2 separate regions of the Rattus norvegicus genome follow, and region 2 is linked to region 1. The links are chromatin contacts, called in public Hi-C maps. All regions are on one chromosome and are shown on one strand. Each heading gives the region's core, a stretch centred on a gene start, on an enhancer-like site or on the middle of the called end of the contact. The rest is flanking DNA. Distances are from core to core; before and after follow the strand shown. Region 1 has its middle 110 kb from the start of Tmcc3. Region 2 has its middle 87 kb from the start of Tmcc3.

What was found. Hi-C and Micro-C count contacts between places; a contact is called where the count stands out from the background.
Region 2: a Hi-C map of psoas muscle shows a contact between it and region 1, with 4 times the contacts expected there. The contact joins two enhancer-like sites. A contact is called at or near these places in 9 of 12 Hi-C or Micro-C datasets (Schwann cells, frontal cortex, hepatocytes and 5 more).

Annotation. Positions count from the first base shown.
Region 1 is chr7:30,875,565-30,879,051 of GRCr8, forward strand. It overlaps a transcript of Tmcc3 not described here. Among named protein-coding and RNA genes, the nearest start is that of Tmcc3, 110 kb to the right of the region's middle. Within about 2 kb of position 1,482, at least 10 of the 93 cell types and tissues checked have an H3K27ac peak or open chromatin away from gene starts, as enhancers often do.
Region 2 is chr7:31,072,413-31,076,310 of GRCr8, forward strand. No RefSeq gene overlaps it. Among named protein-coding and RNA genes, the nearest start is that of Tmcc3, 87 kb to the left of the region's middle. Within about 2 kb of position 1,854, at least 2 of the 93 cell types and tissues checked have an H3K27ac peak or open chromatin away from gene starts, as enhancers often do.

The DNA.
Region 1 (3,487 bases), core at 232-2,731:
GCATGCAGTGCACATATTTACATGCAAATAAAGCAGCTATATTCATAAAATGAAAATTTACAAATACCATATAACTTTTAAAGAAAGTGTGAATAAAAAGATGGAAAAAATGTTTGGTCTGTGGTGGTCCCTGAGAAGGACTCCATTAACTATCATAATGTAATTGGTGACACATTGGTAAGGGACTTCTCTACTCTGCGCAGGGAATACTGTACCAATTTGGCAATGTGGGGCGACCACAAAGTGACAAAAAAGGCACAGGTAAGCACTGCTAAGACTTGGGACACCGTGTAGTGTCAGATCTTAATATATTTTTAAAAATATTTTAAATTACATTGTGTGTGTGTGAGTGTGAGTGTGTGTGTGTGAGTGTGTGTGTGTGAGTGTGTGTGTGAGTGTGTGAGTGTGAGTGTGTGTGTGAATGTGTGTGTGAGTGTGTGTGTGAGTGTGTGTGAGTGTGTGTGAGTGTGTGTGAGTGTGTGTGTGAGTGTGTGTGAGTGTGTGTGAGTGTGTGTGAGTGTGTGTGTGAGTGTGTGTGAGTGTGTGTGAGTGTGTGTGAGTGTGTGAGTGTGTGTGAGTGTGTGTGTGAGTGTGTGTGAGTGTGTGTGAGTGTGTGTGAGTGTGTGTGTGAGTGTGTGTGAGTGTGTGTGTGAGTGTGTGTGAGTGTGTGTGTGAGTGTGTGTGAGTGTGTGTGAGTGTGTGTGTGAGTGTGTGTGAGTGTGTGAGTGTGTGTGTGAGTGTGTGTGTGAGTGTGTGTGAGTGTGTGTGTGAGTGTGTGTGTGAGTGTGTGTGTGAGTGAGTGTGTGTGAGTGTGTGTGAGTGTGTGTGAGTGTGTGAGTGTGTGTGAGTGTGTGTGAGTGTGAGTGTGAGTGTGTGTGAGTGTGTGTGAGTGTGTGTGTGAATGTGTGTGTGTGAATGTGTGTGTGTGAGTGTGTGTGAGTGTGTGTGTGAATGTGTGTGTGAGTGTGTGTGAGTGTGTGTGTGAGTGTGTGTGTGAGTGTGTGTGTGTGAGTGTGTGTGTGTGTGTGTGTGTGTGTGTGTGTGTGTGTGTGTCAGATGATAAATTTGGGGATTTGATTCTCTCCTTCCATCTTGAGGGTCCAGGAAAGCAAAGTCAACCGTGGTGGCATCTCGCCAACTCTTAACAAATGTGTTTGTAAAAAGGGAGTTAGAAAAGCTACAGTCCTTAAAGTACTTGAAAGACGACCACAGGAACAATGTTACATGTGGCAGGGAATGTGATTTTTCCCTTAGCACTAAGGTAGGAAACCTGATTTTGCTTCTGGAGGGTAGAATTTTTTCACAGTAACATTGTAAAGGAAGCCTTCTACAGTTAAGATTGTTTCCCATTGCAAAAAGTCCAGGCAGAAACAGCTGGAAAACTGAGAGAAGAGCTCCAGTCATCCTCAGCCCTCACCGGCACCGGATGCTGTGGGCGTCCACCTTAAATCACCATGGCTGTTCTCTGTATTTGCCAGCAGGTGGCAACAGTGCGTCTGTGCAACCGTTGTTTCCCGTCAGCCACGCACAACACGCATATTCATTATAGGATCATGGTAGGAAAAGCTCGGAAGTAGAGATAGGCAAAAGGGAGCCGAGGGAGTGGCAGCATCTGCAGAATCACTGCTGTGGTACAGTCTGCTGTTGTTGCACACTGGCCCGAACCAGTTCCACAGTTCACAATTGACAAGTCATTGTCAACAGCTCTCAGCAACCGTGAGCGATCTCAGAGCATCAGAGGTGAGGATCAGTAATAAAGCAGCAAAGCGGCGGTTCGCAACTTTCCTAATGCTGCCAACCCTTTAATACCGTCCTTCATGTTGTGGTGACCCCCAGTCATAACATTACTTTCATCGCTACTTCATAACTGTAATTTTGCTACTGTTATGAATTGTAATGTAACTATCTGTGTTTTCCGATGGTCTCAGGCAATCCCTGTGAAAGGGTCCTTTAAATCCCCCAAGCAGTCAACCCACAGGTGGAGCACCACTGCACTACAAGGACAAAGACACAACTGAGCAGGGGCTTGGCCTGGTCTGTAAAGAGTAACTGGGAGGCTCAGTTCCCACCTTCTTATTGTTTAGACACCAATCCAGCAGAAGGCTGTCCCCGGCTGGCATTTTTAATTTATATTTGTTGTATGTTCATACTGCTTATTGAAAGTAGAATCACTTGACATATTTGTGTGTGTGTGTGTGTGTGTGTGTGTGTGTGTGTGTATGAACACACACACACATATGTCATCACCTTTTCCCGTTAATAACATGTTACAAATATGTCTGGGAGTCGATGTGGCCCCACATTTCAGTGACTACTGAGTACCGTACTGTAGACTGTAATGACCATGTGGTTTTTACAACTCACAACTATAATAGGCATGGTTACAAAGATTATCTCTGCACATGCTTTTGTGTGTGTTTGCTTTGTTGGGATACATTCCTGGAAGTGAGACTGTAGAATCATAGAGTATCCTCCTTTTTAAAAAGCCTCTCAAACGGGACTTCAGATTCCTTTCTGAAAGAATGTGGCAAGCTGTACTCCCACCCGCATCTGCTCTCTTGAGCACTCTCCCACACAGGAAAGAATTTAGTAAGTGTTGCCTATCCAGTGGGTTTAAAAAAAAAAGAGGCTTGAGTTTATCTTACTGATGAAGTTAGCGAGGTGTTTTTGTTATTGTGGTTTTTAATATGGTCCTTGTTGCTTTGCCCTTATCCCTTAATTACCACTTCAGATGTGGCGGTGCCTGCAAATTAATCACCATATGCCTATTCTCCTACCCCTTCCCGCAAACCCCCACGTTACTTGTGTTTTAGTTTGGGAAATGCAAACCCCACTCACAGCATCACGGTTCCTCCAGACAGTCCCAGCCCAAAGGTGGGGGCAGTGGTTGAAGCCTGTCACTCCTGGTGTCCTCTCCACAGCCGGGGACCCTGTTGGAAGGGGGGAGCCAGCTAGCAGGCTAGCTTGAGATGATGGTAGGAGTCTTGGGTCCTCGGCGTTTCTACCTGCCATGGTGATATTCCTATACAACAATGTGAAATGCGACTTTAGAATCTTGAGTTAATTTTGATGGATGTAGACAGCCAAAGAGATAATTGAAGCACCAGAGGGGCACTTTCTCAGCAGAATCCTCTAGTTTTCTTGTCTAGAACTGATTAGATTAATGAGGAAATCGCTCTCTTCAGCTCCTAGGCTGATGTGTTTTGAGGAAGACCCATGGGGAGTCTCATCCCCGCTCCCTCCACCCCATCTGCAGTTCAGAATTGAAATATGGATTCCCAACCAGGAGAGCAGTTCTCAGAAAGATTTCCTGAGTTGCTCCGATGTCTATAAGGGAGACAAACTTTCAGAGAGGGCAACCCCCCAGTCTCACATCAGCCTGTTGCCTGATGCTTCTAAAAAGGCAAAACGTCCAAGTGAGATCTGTTTGGAGCTGGGATCTGAAATGGAAATTCATGAGAAGCTAAAATATCATCATAAACTCTCA
Region 2 (3,898 bases), core at 604-3,103, 200 kb after region 1:
GAGTGGCCAGTCACCATCTTAGCTACACTACATCTGCCCTGTTTCCACTCTCTCTTGAATGGTTCCAAAGCACTGCCTGTTCCGTTTTGCTCCTCTTTGTGTGTGAGTATAATGCTAGCCACTCTGCCACCGAGAGGTGACAAGTGTCAGGGCTAAAAAAAAAAAAACCCACATGCCAGGGATGGCAGTGGAAAGACCGACAGAAGCCGCTTCCCTGTCAGCTCCATAGAGCAGCCGAATCAGTGCTGCCAATCACCTGCCTGTGTCATGATGAGGTCACAGAAACGTCTGTCCTACATAAGCCCTGGCTAATTGCATCACAAACCATCCACTGCTGAAGGGATGAAGGAGAAAACAAGATGGACAAATCAATGGCATGTTGATGCGTCCATCTTGAGGCAGCTATTTTAGTGCAAGGGACATATTTTAGGGGTAAAGGCAAATTATTAATTATTTAACATTTTTCTTGTCGCTGCCTATGACATGTTCAACTGATATTATGCCCATCTGTTTGAACAAAAAGATCCATCTTCCTTTGCCTTTTTCGATTGTTACTGCTGTCTTATCATTGTCATTATGAATTATTATTAGTAGTACTATTATTATTATATGTGCTGGGACATGTTAAACAAGTGCCTACATCCCAAACTTATTTGAAGTGCTTCAAATAATTTTACAGGAGATGTCTTCCACCTCCAAGTCAAAAGTGCCTATCTGCCACAGGTCCCTGTAGCCTCACGGCCTGTTTTGAGTAAAGGTGTGGGAGGAAGGGCTCTGTGGGGTAGAAAAGGGGAGCAGGTGTCCAGTGCCCCCGAGTATGCACAGCCTCCATCCTGAGTGTGGGTGTTATAACATAAGCAGGATTCAGAGAATAAATGGTTAAATGATAGGTCACACGTAAAATATGACGAGGATGGGGGGACAAGGGACCTTCTTTCTCTCTTGGAGGCAGTTAACTGGTATTTTCAGGTCTCCATTCCACCCACCCCTACCTTCAGAGACCTGCTAGAAGTCCTACTCAAGGCCTGTGGAACCCTTAATTGGTTGCCCCATCACCTAAGAAGCATGACAGACTCCACCTGCCAAGGTTCAAAGTCCAGGGCGTGGGCATGATAATGGGGTTAGAAAGATCTCGAGGGCTTGGCTGGAAGCTGCCTGTGTTTCTAATGTCTGGCTGCTAGCCACTGACAAAGGAGGCAGAAAGCCAAGGTTTAGACAAGGGAGAGGCTGGAGGTCCTGGAGGCCGATGTGAGCGTGACAGGGTCCTTCGAAAGTACTCCACCTATGTGTGTTAAGATGTATAGGCTGATTTGAGTCCAACTTGTGGCAGTCCTATAGGATCCTGGTGATCATTGAGAAAGCTCAATGATCAAGGTTTGGAAAGAAGAATTGAGCCTCCATCACCAAGAACAAAACTCTGGAACCGACTACCCGGAATCTCCCGATTAATAACCACGAGACAACCCAAAGATATTCTTCCGTCCATCTTTATCCAAGCTGCCCCAAGATGCGGAAACCTACTGATAGTATTGTCCATGCCTGAAGAGTCTTTACCATCGTGGCTAGTTAGTGACTTCTGAACTTGCAGTTTGGGGGGCTCAATGCTAAAAACTGGGTATGCTAGGTAACCAAACAGAGCAATCTTCACAGCTGTTGGCTACTAAAGAAGTTGCACCTCTGTTCAAGCCATTCCTTCTACAATGGCTTACATCATGGGAAGGTGTGAGAGGGGTGGATACGGTCCCCTTCAGACACTGTTGTTATGAGCGTTCCATGGTGTGTAGACCGTTGAAGGTCATCCTAAGATCACCAAGCATGAGCCATCTCAGGGGAACTGGCAGGTTCCTTGGGAAAAAGCTCCTCATTGCTGAGGCTCTAGCAGCCTCTAGGGGTTGCCATGGGTTACTGAGTACTTGATACCTTGTCTGGAATTGTTGAAGCTGAAGTCCTAGGTCTTTCCTCCAGGCGTCTCCAGAGAGCATGGTGGGTTTGATGGTGGGATCCATTGGCTGATGGAACCTGGAAATGGTTAGAGAAAGGGCTAGGGACCCAGGCTGGACCGGTGGTCAGTCAACTTGAATGGGTGCAGCTAAGATTTGCCCCCATTCTCAGTGTGTGTACACACCACAGTGAAGTAGACCCTCCCTGCATCCTCCTAGGCTACAGCGGCTGCTGCTCTTACCCTAAGCTCCTCAGTGTCCAGACGCAGGCATGGGAATCCTGTAGGGCTGTACTAAGGGACTTCTGTCTCCAGAGCCTATCTGTAGCCCCTGTCGCTTTCCAGAATTTTCTTTTTCTTTTCTCTTTTTTCTTTCTTTTAGGAGTGTGTACATGTGTGTGTGCATGCATCTGTGTGTGCATACATGCGCTCATGTGTACATGCACATATGTGTACACGTATGTAGAGTTCAGAAGTCAATGTTGGGTATCTCCTTCTATACACTCTTCCTTATTCTTTTGAGACAGAACTCTGTGAGATTTGCCAGTTCAGCTCGATCATCTGGTCAGAGAGCCCTGAGAAGTCCCGTGTCCACGCACCAAGCATGCACTGCTGAGCTGTTGACTTATTTATGTATTTGACTTGGGTGCCGGGGATCAAACTCAAGTGTTCATGTTCACGCAGCAGGCACTTTACTGTGAGCCATCTCTTCAGCTCTCAGACTCCAGTCTTTAATGACTTATCTCAGATCGACCCAGTCCTATCACTCTCTGTGTAAGAGTGTTCAGCAACACTCACTACCCTGGATGAATATGAAATTCCATACATGGGCCCCTTTCCTGCTCTGTTTCCTGAGCATGGCTCTACATTCTTGCCAGGATGAATTCTCTCAGAACTTCCAATGTCCTGCCTGATACTTACTACATGGCAGCCTCTTCTAAGAGCTGAGACTCTGTGGACTTCATGGGCCTTTGTAACAACTAAGTGTGTGTGTGTGTGTCTGTGTGTGTGTGTGTGTGTGTGCGTGTGTGTGTCTGTCCGTCTGTGTGTGTATCTCTTTGTGTGTTTGTATGTCTGTATGTGTATATCTGTGTGTAAGTGTGTATATCTGTGTATCTGTGTGTTTGTGAATGTGTCTCTGTGTGTATATTTGTAAGTGTGTGTATCTGTGTGTTTTCATGTGTGTCTGTGTGTGTTTGTGAGTGTGCGTGTGCATGAATATGTGTGTCTCTGTGTGTGTGTCTATGCACATGTATACAAATGGGTGTGGTGATATGTATATGTGCATGTGAGTGACTGAATATGGATTAGTGAGCATGCATGTGTGTGTGTTTGTAAGTGTGTGTCAGTGTGCATGTATGTCTATGCAGGTCTATGTTTATGTCTATGTGTATCTGTGTGTGCATGTGTCTCTGTGTGTGCATGTAAATAAATGTGTATGCTTGTATGTGGATTGAGTGATGGAGTGTGTGTGTGTGTGTGTGTGTATATGTGGGTGTGTGTGTGTGAGCTAACATTTGGAAAGCTGTCTGTGATCTGCTCCCCTCTTTAGATCTCTGAGTGACTTTTCTGAAGAACATTGAAGAACTTTAAGACACAGTTCCCACATTCATGAAATTTTACCTTCTAATTGGCTGCATAAGACACAAACACATGAAGCAGCTAGAAAATAGCTAAACTAGTGAGTGTGTGTGTGTGTCTCAGACATGGGCTGCAAACTGGGGCCCATGATGGTGTAAGCCCTTAAGTGCATCTTGGCCAGCACAAGCATTTTCAAATTTAAAATTGTGTTACAACGTATGATTTACTCATTGGCCATCGTAAGGTGTAGAGTCACTCCAGTGGCTTGACATGCATCCATGTTGCTATGCAACCATCTTCACCTCCCATTCCCATCCTGCAGGACCAAAACCCTACCTCTACTCAGCAGTAGCTGTCATTGCCCTCCACCCCTGGATG